Linked DNA regions of Gossypium hirsutum: region 1 is linked to region 2. The links are chromatin contacts, called in public Hi-C maps. All regions are on one chromosome and are shown on one strand. Each heading gives the region's core, a stretch centred on a gene start, on an enhancer-like site or on the middle of the called end of the contact. The rest is flanking DNA. Distances are from core to core; before and after follow the strand shown.

The links. A called contact is a pair of places that touch in the nucleus more often than the background predicts.
Region 1: a contact with region 2 is called in a Hi-C map of leaf, with 4 times the contacts expected there. The contact joins the promoter of LOC107955625 here to the promoter of LOC107955620 in region 2. A contact is called at or near these places in 7 of 34 Hi-C or Micro-C datasets (callus, fibers and leaf).

Annotation. Positions count from the first base shown.
Region 1 is chrA07:67,668,618-67,672,913 of Gossypium_hirsutum_v2.1, forward strand. It overlaps LOC107955625 (cancer-related nucleoside-triphosphatase), which reads left to right and starts at 2,721. Exons shown (of 6, transcript XM_041117959.1): 1 at 2,721-3,011; 2 at 3,122-3,385; 3 at 3,626-3,782; 4 at 4,003-4,098. The coding sequence starts at 2,919.
Region 2 is chrA07:67,538,012-67,541,884 of Gossypium_hirsutum_v2.1, forward strand. LOC107955620 (phosphoserine aminotransferase 2, chloroplastic) reads right to left here and starts at 1,513. Exons shown (of 1, transcript XM_016891418.2): 1 at 1-1,513. The coding sequence starts at 1,115. It overlaps LOC107955619, which reads right to left. Exons shown (of 14, transcript XM_016891416.2): 12 at 3,814-3,873; 13 at 3,126-3,438; 14 at 1,824-2,883. The coding sequence ends at 2,110.

The DNA of each region.
Region 1 (4,296 bases), core at 1,471-3,970, 130 kb after region 2:
CTGCTTGGCCGACCCATTAACTGTTCCAAGGCCAATTTCATAGCCTTTTCAATAATCGTATCAAGTATGCTGTGACGTGTCTAAACATCGTTGCGTTTCTCTTTAACCAAATCTCCCATAGCGTGAATACAAAAATTAGGAACCAAGGGTCTTTTAGACCTTCATCCTGCCGTGGACCACAAGTCGTTGATCTCGATAAATTGGGTATCCAATCATTCATTGAACTCCAAAACCTGGTAGCTCTTTCGTGGGAAGCTTCTCCTAAAGCATTTCTAGATAAATATTTTCACTTCCAGTCCACATCCTTCAGCTCCGCTCTTGTGGGTTGATGCAAAGAGAATATCGTGAAGATGAAATTTAAAATTATTCAGGTTTAAATATTTATTTTTAATCTTATTTTGAATATTTTTTGTTTTTAATTTTAATTTCATAATATGTATTTAACAGTTTTTTTATTATATGTCTCAATTTGATTGATTTACTGTTTTTTAAGCGATATTTAACGGTTGGAATCAAAATTTAAATACAAAAAAATCTATTTATCTAAATTAAAAATATTATAATTTAGAGTCAACTTTTTATTTAAGCCATTTCGGTATTATTTGACAAAGTAATGACATGGTAATGCTGAGGTGGCTCTTTGTGTTGTTTGTCTTTGTTTTATTGAGCCACGTCATGGTTGAACTAACAGCTTGTGGCGCAATATAATTTGAGTACCATTTTTCAAAGAAAAACTTTAAACACTTATATAGGAATTAAGATGCAGTTTAGGGTTAATTAAACTAAAAGAATAGTCACCCAATTATTAATTTTTTCAATTTAGTCACTCAACTTTTTGAAATTAATTGTTTTAGTCACTCTCCCCATTAGATGAGTAACGGAAAGCTGATGTAGGCCTTTTTTATTGGTCAAATAACAAATTTAATTCTCCAATATTTACACATTCTATCAATTTGATCTTAAATATAAAAATTAAACAAATTTAGCATCAATGTTTACAAAATTTGTCATTTTAATTCTAATTCTAAAAAAAACTCAATAAATTTAGCAATCAACGTTTACAAAATTTATCAATTTAATTCTAATTCTAAAAATTTCAAAAAAAAAAAAAGAAGAAGAGAAAAACTAATTTTTTTAATATTCCTTGTCATACCTCAAAAACACGCTAAATAAAAAAGAGTATTTAACATAATTTATATTGTGCTCTTTTAGACTAATATTACCTTCTTAAATATAGTAAAAAATCAAGTTGACTTAAATCTAACTATCTAAGTGTCATATTTTATATTAATTCATATTATTTAATTAAATTCCTCAAAAAAAAATAACAATTTTTAAAACTATTACAAAATTATTATTTTGGATTTTTCCTTATTTTAATAATATATGGAGGCCTAATATTTAAGTAGAGAAAACAATACAATGATAAATCTTTCAAGAAATGAAAAACTTAGAAAAGTTTTTTTTCAAACTTGGACATGTCATCAGTAACTTCCAAACTTGGGTAGTCCAAGTACGTTGGTCAAACAACTAAAGTCCTAAAAAATTTAGTCGAGGAATTGAAAACCGAACTAAACTAAACTAAGGAAGATAACTGGTCGATTCCATGTTCTATGGGAAAGTCCAATTTCATCTCTCACGAATACTCCTCAATCTATTTAATGTTTATTTCTTTTAGAATCATTTTATATATGTTCTCTTTTTTTTGTATTTTTAATACATATATTTTGGTTTTTTATTTATAATCCATTTATACTTTTTAGACTTTAAAATGATTTTTATTATCCAAAAATAAAAATTTTAATATTTTCATGTTTTGAAATTTTTTAGAATTAAAATTAAATTGATCAATTTTGTAAATGTTGAGGATTAAATTTTTTGAATTTTTTAGATTTAGAATCAAATTAATAGAACGTGTAAACATTGGATGGCTAAATTTGTTATTAGGCTAATAAAAAAGCCCACATTAGCTTTTCGTCACTTATCAAATGACAACTGGGGAGCAACTAGAATATTTAATTTCAAAAAGTTGAGTGATTAAATTGAAAAAATTAATAATTGAGCAACCAAAAAATGATTAAAAGAATAATTGGGTGACTATTCTTGTAGTTTACCCTTACAAGTTACAAGAATGAGAATGTATTTCGGATTTTCGATTCAAATTAGAATTATCCATGGGCCGGGCCAGACCTTATCAAAATTTTATGCCCAAATTGATAGGCCTGGACTTGACTAGAAAAATGGGTTTAAATTTTTTTCTCAAGCTCAGACCAGATAAAAAATGCTAAAACTCGGGCCCAGCCCAGTCATATTAAATTTTTTTATTTTTTATATAAAATTTTAAAAATATATAATACACCAAATATACTAAAAATATTAAAATAAATATTTATAAATAAATTGAAAATAAATTTAAAAAATTATTTATAATTAAATAATACTATGATAAGTACAATTTAATAATCAAATACCTTTAAAATAATAATAAAATTAATAATAAAATAATAACAATATAATGGTGAAATGATAATAAAACAGTGGTAAAAAGTAAAAAAACAATATAAATTTTTTCATTACAAATTAGGATTGGGCAGGGTCGAGCTCAGGTCAAAACTTTACCTGAGGCTGGACCCATTTCTAAACCGACTTTTTTTTCTTTTTGCCTAACCTAGTTATTGGGATTATATTTCTGCCCAAAGGCCGTACTTGGTGCCCGGACATGAACAACTTTAATTCAAATAAATAAACGGAAGGAACGGAAAGATGGGGACTGATCAAACTCTAGAATTGCTGAGCGTGGCCTGGGCATTCGGCCGATGGACCGTGGCCCAACAAATTGATTAAAAAATTTACGAGTTAGTCCATGACTTGAACCAGAAACTGTTTTACTCCATTAGTATATACCAATAACAATAGCAATGGAGTTGGGTTCTGTATCTGCCGCTCACGGTTCCGTTGAGAGTGGGACGATGGCAGGTGTCGGAAAATGCATCCTCGTCACCGGCCCTCCTGTAAGTATTGCGATTGCTATTGCTTTTACCATTACTGAAAAATAAAAATTAAGAATTAGTTTCCATGTGGCAATCTTGAGAAATTTGAAATGGGATTATTAAATGTGCAGGGTGTGGGTAAAACCACTCTGATTATGAGAATATGCGAGAATCTGAAGCTCTCCAACCCCAGCATCAAGCTTCAGGGTTTCTACTCTCAAGAGATTAGACAGGGCGGTGAGAGGGTTGGGTTTGAAGTGGTCACCTTGGATGGTCGCAGAGCTCGCCTTGCCAGCTCCACTATTTCCAGCCCGGAATCTCGACAATGGCCTGCTGTTGGGAAATACAAAGTGGATATTGCATCGTTTGAATCATTGGTATTGCCTGAATTGAAGGTAACGTAAACTCTTCTTTCTGGATGCTTTGAGAGTTTTTATCATTTATGCCCCATACCCAAGAAATTTTATCATCTTTATAACACCAAATTAGAGCTGTAATTTGCTACTATTAGTTATAGGGTCTAATCAGTTGGATTAGGAACTTGCATTAACTGTTTAAGTTGAGCATGGCATGCTCATTTCATTTGTGTATATAAAGGTTATTGTTGAAGGCTATATTTGGCTATCTGTTAGCAGATCAGAGAAGATACTGGTCTCTTCATTGTTGATGAAGTTGGTAAAATGGAGTTGTTCAGTTCATACTTCTTTCCAGCCATTCTAAATATTCTTCAATCCAATATTCCTCTTCTCGCCACTGTCCCCATACCAAAATTTGGCAAAGATATACCTGCAGGTAAAATTTTCTCAAGGGGTTCATATTTTCTTTTGTTAAGTGAATGTAGTGATCGTGCAGATCCTTCGTTTTAATCAAGTTCCCACTTGGTTTAATTTGAAACCATGGAAGACCTGGGCTATTATTATTCTTTAAAGTATCTCCTAGACTTTGCTTCTGAAATGCAAATCCGTTTGCCCTTCATAACTAAATTTGCATGGCTGTGTGTGAATTTGTGCAGTTGTAAGGTTGAAGAATCATCCTGGTGCAGCCATTTTCACGTTGGATAAAAGCAACAGGGATGCGATGAAAGATAGAATCTACCCTCAGTTGGCGGGTATGCTTCTTAAACCTTAGATACTCGACGAGGCTATAGATTAAAACTTGTTGAATGATGAATCTGGTTCACCCTACGAGTGATGGATGGTATGTCATGTATTGCACTCCTGGTTTATCTTTGTTCACATTTTGTATATGCTTGCAGTGGCTTAAGGTATATTTTTCCTATCTGCTGATTTCTTTATATTTTGCGGTT
Region 2 (3,873 bases), core at 263-2,762:
AAAAACTCAGCCTCCAACTCTGACTTCTCCAATGTGAATGGAACATTCATCATTGACCTTACAGATTTCTCAACAGGGCACCTGTAGAATCCTTTGCTTTCATCGATGGCATTGTACAATATACCAGCTTTCTTGTGGTTCTTCTTCTCAACCTCTTCCAGTCCTCCCTGCTTCAAAAGGTCTTCAAACACCAGCCCGCACATATAAATCCCATAACATGGAGGTGTGTTGTACAAAGAGTTGTTGTCGGCGTGGATCTTGTAATCAAGCATCACAGGGGTAATCTCTTGTGCATTTCCTAGAAGATCCTTCCTCACGATCACGATGCAAACCCCGGATGGCCCCACATTCTTCTGCGCACCAGCATAAATCAACCCAAACTTGGTTACATCAACAGGTTTGGAACAAAAATTGGAAGACATATCAGCAACAAGAACCCCATTTGGATTGCAGGGAACTGGGTAGTCCTTGAACTCAACCCCGTAAATGGTCTCATTGGCGCATATATGCAAATACTTGGCATTCGGGTTCAGTTCTAAACCATCGAACGAGGGAACCCTGACGTAATTCTCCGATTTCCCACTCCAAATGACTTTGGGGTTGCAGTATTTCTTAGCTTCTATGAAAGCCTTGTCTCCCCAAGATCCAGTAACAAGATAATCAACGGAGTCACCTGGGGCACAGAGATTCAAAGGGACAGCAGCGAACTGGGTGGTGGCTCCACCTTGGAGGAATAAAACGGCGTAGTTTTCAGGGATGTTGAGAAGGGAACGGAGATCGGCCTCGGCTTTTTCGATAATAGAACGGAAATCCTTACCACGGTGACTCATTTCCATAACGCTCATGCCAGATCCGTGCCAGTTGTAAAGCTCGGATTGGGCTTTGAGGAGAACGTTCTCGGGTAAGGTGGCAGGACCGGCGGCGAAGTTAAAGACCCGATCTTGAGATTGGGATTGGACGGAGAGGCGATCTTGGGTAGTTGCGGAACAAGAGATGCAGAAGCGCTTGGCAGAGGTTTGACAAGGAATGGTGGAGATGGGTTTGAGAAAGACATGAGTTTGATGGGTCTTTTGAAGGAGAGGAGCGTTAGGGGCATTTAGAGATGTTGCTGCCATGGATGTAACTAAGATTTCAGAGAGCGTAGTAAAATGTAGGGGTTGAGGGAGGGGAGTTTGTTTGGTGGGAAGAAGTAAAAGCAAAAGGGAGTCTTTTATAATGGAAGTGTTTGATATTTTTCGATTGGCTCCATCACTTCCAAGGGACTGCAAAGGAGATGGACAGGTGCCTTTGCGGCTGTTGCCTACTTGCTTTCTCACTCTCTCAGGGTTGGTGAGAAGTCGACAAACACAACGTCGTCGTTTTAGAATTTTCTTAGGAGTTCAATTTTGTCTTGGCCTCGTTGGGAGTTGTTGTAGTATTATTTTTATTTACCCTTTTTTTTTGTCGTATTTTGCTAAATACATAATAAACAGAAATGGGAAAGTGTCATTGAAATAGTAAAATTACTAATTCTAATATAACATAAAAGGAATGGAGCTTCTTTTCTTCATATAATGTCGTGAGCGACGGCTGCATATTTTGAATTAGTGTAATTTTAAAGGGACTTGGGCAACAAGACATACATCGGGATGCTAGGGTAGGGGCAGCTTGCAAAAGTGCACGAACCTGGCTCATGCCAGACCCAAACTAAGTCGGAATTACAAAAGAAAAAGGAATTCTTTTCACAGATGAAATGAAATGAAAATCAGAAGAGACTTAAAAAAGACGACTCAAATCATAAATCATAATAACAAAATGAGATCTTGACCCTAAAAATAGTGAAATATTCTAATTCTAACACAACCCATTTATTATTCACTGCGACTTGAATGAAACCAAGAACAACAGTTTGGAATTGGGTCGAGTAATATTCATCATCAGAATGGAAAGAACGTTAACAATACAAAACACGCTAGTGTTTAATTGATATAAAGCACATTAACCACAAAACTGTCAAATTTTTGTTAAGAAATGTGTAATCCCACCATATCCAATTACCAACCTCTCCTCTATCTATCACTTTTATCACAACTTTGGTACATGACTTGCGCTGTTGGAAAAGAGAATGCGTCACCTGAAGAGACTAGAAAGTGAACTTACACCGCTTCTCTCCTCTCCTGCTCTTCCTTTATGTTCTTCTGTTCTTTCCATCACCTCCTCCTTCCCCAACACTTTTTCCAAATTATCCATCTCATCCTCCTCCCTCAAATTTAATTCCCTAACTACCCTTTGCTGCTTCTTGCTTACTGTATGTAGTGCAATATGTTCTTTCGACTTCTCTACTGCCTTCGTATGCTTCTTAGGTTTCTTTTCCTTATCCTTCTTGCTTTTCTCTTCCTTCTCTGATATTTTCCCTTGCATCGAGTTTGTCTTATTTTCAGATAATTTGCATGTCTTCACAAACTCCTGGTGCTTCTCAGCCAAATCGTTAAGCTCATCTTTAGTAACCATTTCCTGGTTCTTTATAGCAGTATCATCGTCAACCAATTTTTGCTTCTTCAACATCCCTCTGTTGCCATCAGGAATAAATGATGATGGGGCATGTTTTTTAACCTTCTTCGCTGGAATTTCATTATTGGACAAAATTTCCTCAGTCGCCTTTGGTTGGAGGTCTTTCTCATCATTGCCTATCTCTGTTGCATCTCCACTGGGACCAGCCTTCATTGTTTCTAAAATAATTTTGCCAAGCACAAATCTTGTCTCACATGGATCCCCTATCCCAAGCAAGTGGAAATTTATCTCAGGGCTCATTCTCCCTCTTCCATTTATGAAAGATCTAATATCTTCTACCATCAGGTCAAACAATTTAGCAGTATTCTTTGCAGTTATCTTTGGTACAAATACCTGAAAAAAAGATAAAACTAATTTACTAACAAAAGATACATACACATATACGTTCATGTACCAGAACGATGCCAATATTTTTAGTAAGAAACCAAAACAGTCCATTCTCAAGCAAATCAAGGTAAGACATAGGGGCACTTCTGATGGCAGCTTAATTAACCAACAGTATGGAAAACATAGACACCTCTCTCTGATAAGAAACGCTAAAAAGTTCAAATGGAGTAGATGTCACAGGCACTTACCAAACCAGAGCAAGGAGAAAATGGATATCTGGAGATTGATTCAAATAGATTGCTAGTCTCTGTTAAGACCCCAACAGAATCTTGCACCAGAGATGCAAACTGAGCAACTTCTTTGGCAAGGTCTTCATCTGATTTAGTTTCTGAAAATTCTGAGATTTCAGGAACAAATTTAACTTCCAGTTTAGTATATTCTCTTGCAAATTCAACACCTTCCTTCCAGTTTCCATGACATAGAACAGAAGCAAAGGTCCAGATAACAAGAGCATCTTGAGGGTTGTTTACCAATGCCAGATGAAACATCAACAATCCAACCCTGTTCTATGCAGGAAAAAAAATGATCAGTAGGCATATCACAGATACTGAAATACATAATAAGATGTAAATCCACTTGATACCATCAACCAGGTACTTGAATTTATATATTATGATAAATTCCTCTTAATATGAACCATCATACGCAGTGCAAAATAATTTCCAGACATATATGCTCATTCTTCTCAGCAATAATATAGTCAGCCCAATCTGCAGAGAGGTTTAAAAAGAGATTGCCAAACTTTCTAGTAAACTAAAAGGAAAGTCTAACTGCTCTTTACAATAGCCAAGTTTTTCTTGATAATGATAACAATAAAGCTTAAGTCTTATGATATTCTATGCTTGAGAAGAAAAACAAAGAGAGACAAGTACTCACCATATACTGCTATCGGCGGGATGATCACAAGAAACCAACTTATCCAAATTGAAGAACAAT